2 separate regions of the Rattus norvegicus genome follow, and region 2 is linked to region 1. The links are chromatin contacts, called in public Hi-C maps. All regions are on one chromosome and are shown on one strand. Each heading gives the region's core, a stretch centred on a gene start, on an enhancer-like site or on the middle of the called end of the contact. The rest is flanking DNA. Distances are from core to core; before and after follow the strand shown. Region 1 has its middle 450 kb from the start of Sox5. Region 2 overlaps Sox5 (SRY-box transcription factor 5).

The links. A called contact is a pair of places that touch in the nucleus more often than the background predicts.
Region 2: a contact with region 1 is called in a Hi-C map of liver, with 2.7 times the contacts expected there. The contact joins two enhancer-like sites. A contact is called at or near these places in 2 of 12 Hi-C or Micro-C datasets (kidney and liver).

The regions. Positions count from the first base shown.
Region 1 is chr4:178,441,311-178,447,200 of GRCr8, reverse strand. No RefSeq gene overlaps it. Among named protein-coding and RNA genes, the nearest start is that of Sox5, 450 kb to the left of the region's middle. Within about 2 kb of position 2,635, at least 3 of the 93 cell types and tissues checked have an H3K27ac peak or open chromatin away from gene starts, as enhancers often do. A contact at or near this core is called in liver, where this site is marked.
Region 2 is chr4:178,544,068-178,549,591 of GRCr8, reverse strand. All of the region lies in intron 10 of Sox5 (SRY-box transcription factor 5), which reads left to right. Among named protein-coding and RNA genes, the nearest start is that of Sox5, 340 kb to the left of the region's middle. Within about 2 kb of position 3,506, at least 3 of the 93 cell types and tissues checked have an H3K27ac peak or open chromatin away from gene starts, as enhancers often do. A contact at or near this core is called in liver, where this site is marked.

The DNA.
Region 1 (5,890 bases), core at 1,386-3,885:
TAGTTAGGTCCAAACAAGCGCTGGCGCTCTGGAATTTTATCCAGCGTGCTCGAAGAACTGGCAAGAAGATCCGTCAGTTTTATATTTCTACTCCACGCAGGAGAAAAAGATCTCTGCTTCCCAGGGAAGAGGTATAGAGACGCTGTTCGTCATAATTAGGACCATGTAACTACAAATGTGAGGCATAAACATATTTAGTGCAAAATGTAAATATTGCAACAAAGTGGGTTGGGCACCTGGGTCTCATCTGGATTTCTCCAGAATCAGTTATAGTACACAGGTAAACACAGGTGTGGGTCTTTCCAAACCTGCAGTATGCTATTCTAAAATTACACGGGAATTCGTCTTGTAGTGACCGTCTTAATTAACAGCCACACTCTCTTCCAAAAAACTGACTAAAATGCAGTAACTCCTGGCAGGAGACATGGAAGTTTATATATACACACACATATGCACACATGTATGTCAAATTAAAGCGTATACCAGAGGAGGAAGCCCCTCTTAAATATGAGCGGAGAGGAGATATAATGTCAGGCATGGTTGGACATAGAAAGGAAGTAAGTTTTATGCAACGGTAAAGGGAACCATGAAAAGTAGAGGTGTGGGGACTCCTCGGGTGGGCCAATCTATTCAGGAGCAGTGGTTGTCTGAAATTAATAGCTGTGTCTGTAACCGGGGGCCAGGTCGTGTTCTCAGGGACCTAAGAGCATCGTCCATGGTTTGCTGACTTGTAAGGCTCTTAGCATACATACAGGTTCCAGGCGAGTTTCACACTCACCACTTACATGTAAGAATGCTTAAAGAGAGAATAACTCTACCCGGGACCCACAGTGGCCACATTGGCTGTGACTCGTATCAGAGTCTTAGTGCTCATTAGAGAAGCTTCTATTTGCAGTAGATGGTTAATAACACAGGGACCCACAACTGGACACCGTGCAGAAACAAGAGACTTTGGAGCACGCGGCTCTAAATGGCACGTCTTCACCAATCCCCTCCTGCAGAGGAGGAGGTTGGAAGGTTGGAAGAGTCAGGGGTGGTGGAGGACTGTAAGGAAACTGCATCTTCCAGACCGGACAGGGCTGCACAGCATAGAAGATCTGCGACCTGCAGAGGTTCAAACCAGACAGAAATCCCAGCCCCGAGAAGGAGAACCTGGCGAAGGGAAAATCCATTTTCTCCAGTGAAGTGTCACTGGGGGTAGCAACCATGCTCCAGGGTACGCTCCATGTGCAGGAGCAGCTGGCCAACACAAAACAGACCCCAGTGTGCGAGTGTGTGAGTGTGTGAGTGTGTGAGTGTTTGTGTGTGTGTGTGTGAGAGAGAGAATGTGTGTGCGTGTGTGCGTGAATATGTGTGAGAATGTGTGTGCATGTGTATGTGAGTGTACAAGTGTGTGAGTGTGTATGTGTGCATGAGTGTGTGTGTTTGTGTGAGTGTTTGTGTGTGTATGTGAGTGTGAAAATGTGTGCATGTGTGAATGAATGTGTGAGTGTGAGTGTGAGAATGTGTGCATGTGTATGTGAGTGTAAAAGTGTGTGAGTGTGTGAGTGTGTGTGCATGAGTGTGTGTGTTTGTGTGAGTGTGAGACTGTGTGTGCATGTGTATGTGAGTGTGTGTGTGAGTATGCGAGTGTGTGTGTGAATGTGCGAGTTTGTGTGAGTGTGGGAGTGTGTGAGTGTGAGTGTGCAAGTATGTGTGAGTGTGTCTGCATGAGTGTGTGTGTGTGTGTAAATAGGCATACATACAAAATATTTTCTGATAATACCGTAATAAAAACTCTATTTAAGAACAGTTCTTTCATATACATATAATCGTCCAGAAAACACGACTGCAAATTAATGAGCTGTTTGTATCATTTATACATAAGTATTAGGTCTTGGCTGAAAGACTCTTCAGGATGCGTGACATCCTCAGCCTTTGTAAGGGCTGCTTGGCAGTTGGATTTTCACAGTCATCAGGGGTGAGGCTATCGCTCTGTATTAAACACTTACCACAAAGATGGCAGCAATGTGCTCAAGTGCATTTCGGAAGTTGTTGGAAATCCTATCAGGACTCCAAGACAAAATTTATTTTGTGATGCATTGTGAAATAACTTAAGCCAGCAAATCGGACCATGATTTCAAAAAATGTGACACGATCCAGAGATACAGTAACTTCACAGGAGCCGAGGAAAGGTGGAGATGCTGAGAGCTTTTGCTTTTCATAATCAGACCGTTACACTTGTATCGGAGCCTAAAACTTCATATGTTCTGCAATTCACAGCACACTAGAGACTTGCCTCTGAGCCAAGGTGTCTCAGAAGAGTTCATCAGTGCTGCCCAGCAGGGGAGCATGCACAGTGCAAAGTTCACGATTGTGTACTCAGAATCCGGGCTTCAGTGAGGTCATTGATGCCACAGGTGACCCCTACCAGAAACACTCAGAATCACAATGCATCAGAATTCTGAACTAAATTCTGGCTGTCACACATTCAGAAAATTTGAATAGTTGGCAACTTCTTCAGGACATCCACATTTATTACATGACTCCCTATGGCCCCTGTGGCCTATAGTTTTAAAAGCTATGCTCTAGGAAAGTCCAGGGTAGGTTAATATTTAACGCTAACCACTGCAGATAAAGGCGAAATGTAAACTCGAGCATGGTTTTGAAATTCTCCAGAAAATACTGAGAGGTTACAGCAGAAACACAAACAACATTTTGTGCCTACATGCCTCTTGCAGGAACGGCTACCACTTATACAAACGCTCCGAGGATCCCAGTAGAGAAACAGAAAGAACACAGTCATTCTGCGAGCGTGCCCAGTGTAGACAGCACTTAGCACTGAGCCCCCAGCTTCCAAAACAGTTGAGCAAGTTTTGTCTGTCTTTCATGATTAGGCACAAGCCCTAGAAATTTTAATGGTCTAGGTTTTCTGTTCCCTTCAGCAGGTGTTGGTCTTAGGAAGATCGCTGCTCTAAGAATGTGCTGTGTATTTATTTACAAACAGGCATCTAAGGACTATGAGTTTCACAGTAAAATATCCTCACAGTACCATGCTGCCTTAGACATACCCAGGTATGTCTCTGCAGCATTCACTCCCTCCTGAGATCTGTTACTTTAACTGATAGCCAGTCAAATTCTACTTTCTCCTACAGCATTGGAAAGATGTTTCCATACAGTCAGACCTTATAGCAACAAATTACCCAATATTTCCTGTGTTGTTACTCAACTGAAGCCATGCTGTCTGTCTTTTAGTCAGATTTGGGAGACCCTCCTCATTGAAGAAGTACAACCCAAGCCTTAAACGATATCCTTTGTGCTGGTTTGGTTTAGTTGTCTGTGAAGAGGAAACTAAGTCGAGAAAACGCCTTCATAGATTGGCACATAGGCAAGTAAGTATTGGGGCATTTTTCAGAATAATGATTGATATGGAAGGATGCAGGGCACTATGGGTAATGCCCCTCCTGAGAAGGTGGTTCTGGGTTTCTAAGAAAGCAAGCTGAAAGTATCAAGCCATTAACCAATGTTTACTCATGGCTTCTGATTCAGTTTCTGCCTCCCAGTTGTGTTTTGAACTCTTAGCTTCCCTCAATGGACTGTGACCAGGATATGTAAATCAAATAAACCCCTTCCTCCACAATCTGCTGTTGGTCGTGGCAATAGAAACCTCAACTCTTTTCTGCTTTAGTCATCAGCCTTTTTGTCATAGACCCAGCTGTCATCCTTGCCCCGACAAAAGTCAACTTATAGAGGTATTTATTTTGGCCTGAATCTCCATGTTAGCAATCCAGCATCAAAGGAAAGTTAAGGCAGGAACTTTATAAACTAGTCATGTCTATAGTGAAGAACAGAGAGAGAGTGGATGCACTCATGCCAACTGCTCAGCTCACTTTGTCCACTCTAGCACATTTCGGGAACCAAGCATAAGGAATGAGGCCTCCCTTAGTATACTGAGTCTTCCAAAGCAATTAAAATAATGAAGAAAATCCTCCACAGGCACACCCAGGTGCCAATGTTATCTAGGCAATGCCTTATTGGGACTCTTGTCTCAAATTACCGTTTAGTATGTCAGGTTGACTGTCCTCCAGAGGACCATGGATTTGTATGCGGATTGGTAGTGATCTCCAAGCCAGGTGTTGCTATGCTTTTCTTTATAAACCATTTTTCCAGGTTTAAAAAAAAATCAGCGTGTCCACCACCCACTTACTTCATGAAATGCATCTAGCTGAATTAGAATCTCTTAGCCGCCTGGTTTCTGGAATTTCCGTATTTTAAGCAAATTAATGCTCTGCTCCAGCAAAGCCTTTATACCCTGATGCCTTATGTGACCTCAATGAACTCCTCCAGCTTCTGTTAGTGTTCTAGGCACAGCATAAAGATGTTCTCATGGACTAGACCCCCTCCTCCCTGACTCAAGCTGGTCAACATAGTTGGGCCTTCAAGGTGTGGCCACCCGTCCTCCTACCAGAGAGGAGACAGCTTGAGAGCAATGGGAGTGTTCACGTGAGATACAAAGCTTTGTATTCTAGTCATCTCTATGTTGTTGAAGTGTCCTGTACCCTTTGGGAGAAAAAACATCTTTCAATTGTCACCTGATTTGATTCTATAAAGTTCAAATTGTGCAGGGAATTACTTTATAATCTCATAGAAATTATGGCAGTGATTCACCAAGCAAGGTTTATATCTGTGTGAATGCCAAGTTTGAGATGATACCTTAAATAAATTTTTGTAAATTAAATATTTGCCTTTCAAATTACAGCCCCACCCTGACCATCAAGGACTCTGTTTTCAAAAGAATGCCTTGATGTTATTCGAAACTCTCATTTTTTTTTGTCTTCCTTAAGTATGTCAAAGTTTGTTTAGGAACCGATAAGACTCGGGATCCCCATGGACTATAATCAAAACACAAAACACTTGCAGTAGGTTGGGTCTGAAACCTGCTGTTCCCCTTCCCAGTTCTTCCTATTCAGTTCAAATGTTCAACTGTTTAGCAGGCTCAGATAACTTAATCAGTGAAGCGCTTATTTTTGGCATTCTCACATTCCAAATTAAAATTACATTATATTTTTTTTGGGATAACCCCCCACCAGTACCATCTGTGAATTGAATGGTGTCATTACATCCAAGTACTGCAATTAGAACAATGGGGTAAAATTAATGCCAATGTTAAATACAGATGTGCCAAATATGATGGGTAGTTGATACACAATTCAAATTGACAGCCACGTGCGATGTGGAAAGTATCCAGGCATAACCCCAGATCCAGTTGGCCAATGGATGTCATGATTGCTTCACAGAGAACATATTTAAAAGAGCTTCATTTGGCAATAAGAAAAAGTTAGTCTGAAAAGACCATGGTCTATCCTAGGTTACTCACGCAAAGCTCTCATTATCCTGGAATAAAAATGGGTCCAAAGAAGATAATACAAAGGAAGTGAGGCATTCCATAGCCCCCCAACCAAAGCCAAACCTTCCTTCTGTTGAGGGATACACTTAATATAGACATAACATGGTGGGCCACATGATATTGCTCATCTAAAGGCCACATTTTGGTAGCTGAGCCTACTATCCTATCATTATGTAATAGGTGTTACTTAATACACGTTGGTAGAGCAACATACAGCATTGCCTGTGTTCACTCTCTTTGAAAACAAGCTGTGGTAAGGGAGGCTTGGACCAAGTTCCTTGCTGGTTAAGGTCTTCTAAAGTTTCCCATTAAGGCTGAAGGATCAAAGGTGTCTTAACCTGGGTTGTGTGTATGAGAGGCTCAGGAGGAAACGAACCCACTGACTCCTCAGCTACAAATGCCGTGGCCATTCCTATGCTGAAACAGTGCTGCTACTGCACAGAAACTTTCAGCAGCAAATACAAGTAAGTTCTTCTGTGTGTGTGAATAAGTGTAATTAACCCG
Region 2 (5,524 bases), core at 2,257-4,756, 100 kb before region 1:
ACAGGACCTTGTGAGAGACAGTCATAGAGGCATGGGAAGATCAAACATCTGACAACATGAAGAGGCTCTTAGGCCCTGTTAAAGCTCTTGGGGCTTATCCCAGAATGATGATCTGGGGAAAACATTAAAGAGATTTGAAAGTTATAGTGAGCATGTATAGGCGAGGCTGAAGGTTGGCATTATCTCCTGAAGATTCCCAAGGCACATGACCATAGCCAACAATCTGAAGACATAACTCTAATCCAGTTAGTTTGAGCATCTTTTTTTTTCCTTTCCAAACAATGACAGATCATCATTTCAAGAAATGCTACTTTAAACACAAGGCTACCAAGAGACGGTTTTTCAAGCAGAGGCTTTTCACATCCAAATACTTTGTCTGGAAGCAGAGTTAAAACAGACTCTGGGAATATAACCATGAAGATAGCAACTGTAATAAAGTTTGAGATTAGCCTAAGTGGATGATGGGATGTCTTCACTGAAAGCAGGGACCATGGGTCGAGGGTGAGCAGATGTAAGAGCTGAGGAATGAACGCTCAACGAGACCTGACTGTTATCCAGGTCAGGCAAGGAATCCAATCTTAGATGAAGACATCCAAGGGCTGGGATAGGCTACAGGGAAGTTCTGTGGAATGTACAGAGGACAGCCTGAGGCAGGAGAATGATGATGATGATGAGTTCTGAGGTACATAGGCTGCATTTCAGGGACTCATAGGGCATACAGGTAGAGAAGTTGAATGGGAAAATACATATATGTACATGTACATGTATGCACAGGTATACATACAGAAGCTGGCAATAGCTTTTTCTTTGTCTTTGATACACACACACACACACACACACACACACACACACACACACACACACACACACACATTAGGATAGCCTCTAAATTCCTAGAGAAACATTTAAACATACACGCTGTGGTCTAAGGAAATGGCTCAGTCAGTAAGGTGCCTACTTTATAAACCGACACCCATATTCAAGACTTGGAACCCATGTTGAAAAAAAATGCCAACTTCGCCTTGTAACATGCTCCATGCTCATCAGAAACCGTGTCTCAAAACGTAAGGTAGATGGCATCAGAGGAATAGCCATTGAAATAGAGCTATGGCTTCCACCAACATGTCTACCCTAGTATACCCTTACACACACACACACACACACACGCACGCACGCACATGCACACGCACACATGCACACACATGTATACATACTTGAATACAGAGGAAAGGAACAGAAACAGAGGGACAGAGATACAGACAGAGAGAAGGAAGAAAATAGAGGGAGGGAGGAGATTTTCAGGGTGTTTCTGGCAGTGAAGGTAAAACACTAGTTACCTCCTCTGAAATGTTAGCTAGAGGTCACACTGCTGTTAGCCCTCAAGTTTTCCTCCTAGGGGTCTGTTAAACGTCTATACATGTATAATCTCCTCAGACCCCAACTGTAGATGTAACCACTGCCTAAGTGTATGAACAACGATAGTAGAAAACAGAAAACAAAAGGAACAAACAACAACAGATTATCACTCATCAACCGGCCAATTGTAGTGTGTCCCTTTGAGCTGTAGCAGACAGCCTTGGGTTGAACTGAACTTCTGTTTGCTTATTCATTTGCTTAGCAGTGGGGTTCACACCCAGGGCCTGTATGTGTGCCAGGTGAGCCCTCTCCTCCAGAGTCACATCCCATAGCCTCCACATAAGACTCCGTACCAACCGTGAAACACCAGTTCCCCACAGCTCTCACTGTCATGAACAAAGTCCTACCCTGAGAGTGCCAAGAGGGAGAGGAGAGGGCAACAGAACGGGGCAGAAATGAAGTCAGGACATTACCGGGATGAAGTACCTCCTCACAGGCCAAGTGGCTGTGCCTCACAGACACGTGTCTTCACTTAGCAGACATCCACGCTGGCAGACATTTTATAGCCGAGAAGAGCAGAAGCTAGAGTGATTGTTACAACTTGTCAGCCGTCACACTTCCCACCACAAACAGAAACCTGGATCTCTCCGAATCCAGCCTGCCCATCCCACTTGCTTCTCCCGGCCATTTTGTAAACAAGGTGACAGGGAATGCTGTCGTGGGACATTTATTATGTCTGGAGACCATATTCTCTCAGTTGCTCTTGACAAGGTTTGCTAATGCTGTGCCACTCGCATTAAAGCAGTGAAGCAACTGAGAGAAAAGTGAGACAACCCAGTGGACTGCGGACTGACCCGGCTGAAGTTTTGCTTCGGGCTTGTCTAGTGTAGATCACATTTTTCCCCTTTTGATTAGGAAGTTGAACCAAAATGTAAGGAGCAGGTAAGGAAAGATCCCAGGACAAAAACACAGAAGGGAGGGGAAACCATGAACAAATGAAGACCTTATATCCCAACACATAGATGGTGGGGGGGAGCATCACACTGTCAGGATACCCTGGGGGGTCATTCTGCAGGAAAGAGAAATGTTTTGAAATTCAGCAAGTCAGGGGCCTCAGCCCTGGGAAGCAGCAGAGCAGTGTCAGCTCCAGCCAGAGAGACAAGAGGATGGGAGAGAGTCCATACCTGGAGCCTCTTTGAGGAACTTGACTTAGAAAGGGGAGGAGAGGGAGTTTTAAAAGTAAAGTTTGAGGAAAAACTTGATTTGTTTGTTTGGGGGGAGGAGGTAACCTCACACTGAAGGCTGAGCTAAGTGTGGAGATGGTTTAGATCTAGGAAGCATAAATGAGGAGCAAGAAAAACCGAGGACTTTGGTCTAGGACATTCTTGATAACGGGAAGGAAAGAAGGCCATCGTTATCAGTGAAACAGGAGACAGAAATGAAGTCAGGAAATAGTAAGAGTAAGGTATGGAGGTCGTATGTTGTATAATTCACAGTTAAGCTTACACACACACACACACACACACACACACACACACACACACACACACACATGAAATTTCCAACCATTCTTTCTAGAATACGAGACAAGGCAATGCAAGGACACGGGTGGATAAGGGGAGCCAGCAGGGGAAGAGAGGCATTAGCTGAACATGCAAAGATGACATAGGATTGACACAGAGAACCAACCCTTGCCATGGTGGAGCTCTGTGACATATGGCAGCAGACAGACACCGATCTTAGAATCCAACACTGTGTTACCACTGAAACACGGGCGTCTCTAAAAGCAATGTTTATTTCTGAGCCAGCACCTATTGGAACCTGATCTGACCCTCCCCACAGCCCAAGTGGCCCCTGCCACACTCAGGTTCAGTCCCCCACCTCCGCCACGACTTACATTCTCCGTCTATCCATATTAACTGTTTTCCTACACAGTGCTATCTTGGCAGTCTGCAAAAAAGCTTAAAAGAATTCATACTTTTATTCAACACCATGTGCTAAACCGTTTCACATACATTTGTGTTCTGGGGAGGCCAAACAGATCTTAGTGAGACTAAATAGAGAATACAAACCACAAGTCGCCAGGTTGAGTAGAGATGGGTCAGGGGTCAGGACAAGCAGGCTGGTCTTCTGAGGACAGAGTAAACAAGTGCAAACGCTTATCACAGCAGGGCCGGATTTCTACCCAGAGGGCAGCAGGTCAGGATGCCCTGGGGTATAAAGCATCGAGGGGATTGTTCTGGGTGCTAAGGAGAGTGTTGTTGAAAGCAGGTCTAGCCTAGGCAACAGACAGGCACCCCAGGCAGTCCTCGGTGTGAACGTCCTGTGCATTTGAAGCATCAGTTTGTTCTTTGGATCAATTCCAGTGACTATTTCTAAAAGGCACAGTAATCGCTCTCAAGGTCCCTCCCCCTGGTACGACCTCATCTGGAACACACTTATGGACCCAAGAAGATGGCGGGACCAGGATTAGCCTGCGACAAGGAAAGCTGGGACCACAGAGGGACCACACTCGCCAGTTCCTCACCAGGACACTGCTCTGCGGGTCTCCCTTCAGTACTCTCAGTAGAATTTTTAAGCAGCAAGAAAATATCTGATGAGTTTCTGGCAATCAGCAGGTCAGACAGAAGAGCTATGCAATGAGGGTGTGTAATCTGACATGATTAGACAAGGCCCTTTAGTACCAGAACATTCATAATGACACAAAGAAAGAGTATTAATAACACTTTCATAGCAAGGCAGCTAGCCATTTTATATTTCCTTTCTTTAATCTTAGTGTTTTTCAACAAATCGTGGGATTTAATAGCGTGTTTTGGCAGATTAGAGGATTTATGGCCCAGATGTTTTTTGTTCTAAAAATGGATTAGGGTGTAAAGTTTGCTGGAATTCGTGGAACATGTTGAGGCAAGCCGGTCATTTTATGTGTGATTAGTGCCTGCCTTCTGTCTCACAGTCCCTCCATCTGTCACAGCTCACCAATGGATCTGGTTAGATTTAGCCTCATGTCACAAACAAGTCCCTTTTCTGGGCAATTTCATATTACAGATCCATCTTGGGCCATTTTATGCCCCAGTTAAAAAAATAGGGAGTGAGCAAGAGGGTATTAGCCACCCTTTAAACAGTTGCAAAACGCACTGGGCTTTTTCTCCCCTCAGTTCTCTTCCTCCCTAAAATAATGTTCTGCACAGTAATGCAGAGCAAATACGTGAGTGACCCGCAGTTCTGTGGAGATCCACCCAACATCACCTCAGCTCCCTCCTCCCTCACTGTCCTCATGACTGTGATGGCAGAGACCTTGACGACGCCCGGGCCAGGGAGCCTTGGACCCAAGCTGGCCATCGAGACTGAGTTAACACTACCCATGATGTCTCACGGATTGCAGCTCCTTGGTCAGCTCCTTGGTCATATTCTGTGCCTGAAGTCCCCTCGTGCTCAGGAGTTTGGATGCAACCTGTAGATCATGTCCACATGGATTTACGGGAGAGGTAGGCTTCTTCCAGTCGGCTAATAGTGGCTAATTCCATCTGAACAGGCCTGACTGTACCAGCCACACACTCGGACCTGAATTTTCTGATACTCTGAGAGGCCTGGGAGTCGCGGTTGCTACTGCCAGCACGCAGGTCTCAGAGGACAATGGACTGGACCTCTGCATTTCTAACTTTTAAACTTTGGAATGCTCTAGTCTTGGGGGCTGGGAAGATGGCTCAGTGATTAAAAGCACAGACTATTCTTACAGAGGAACCAAGTGTGGTTCCCAACAGCCATGTTACATGGTTCCCAGCTGCCTGCGACTGCAGTTGCAGGAAATCCAAGGACCTCTCCCAGCCTATGTGGATGCTGCACTCAGATATAGATATAGATATAGATATAGATATAGATATAGATATGGATATGGATATGGATATGGATATGGATATGGATATAGATGATATAGATAGATAGATAGATAGATAGATAGATAGAAGAGATAGATAGATAGAAGAGATAGATAGATAGATAGATAGATAGATAGATAGATAGATAGATAGGTAGATAGATAATAGGTAGATAGGTAGATAGATAGATAATAGGTAGATAGGTAGATAGATAGATTGATAGATAGGTAGATAGATAGATAGATAGATTGATAGATAGGTAGAAGAGATAGATAGATAATAGGTAGATAGGT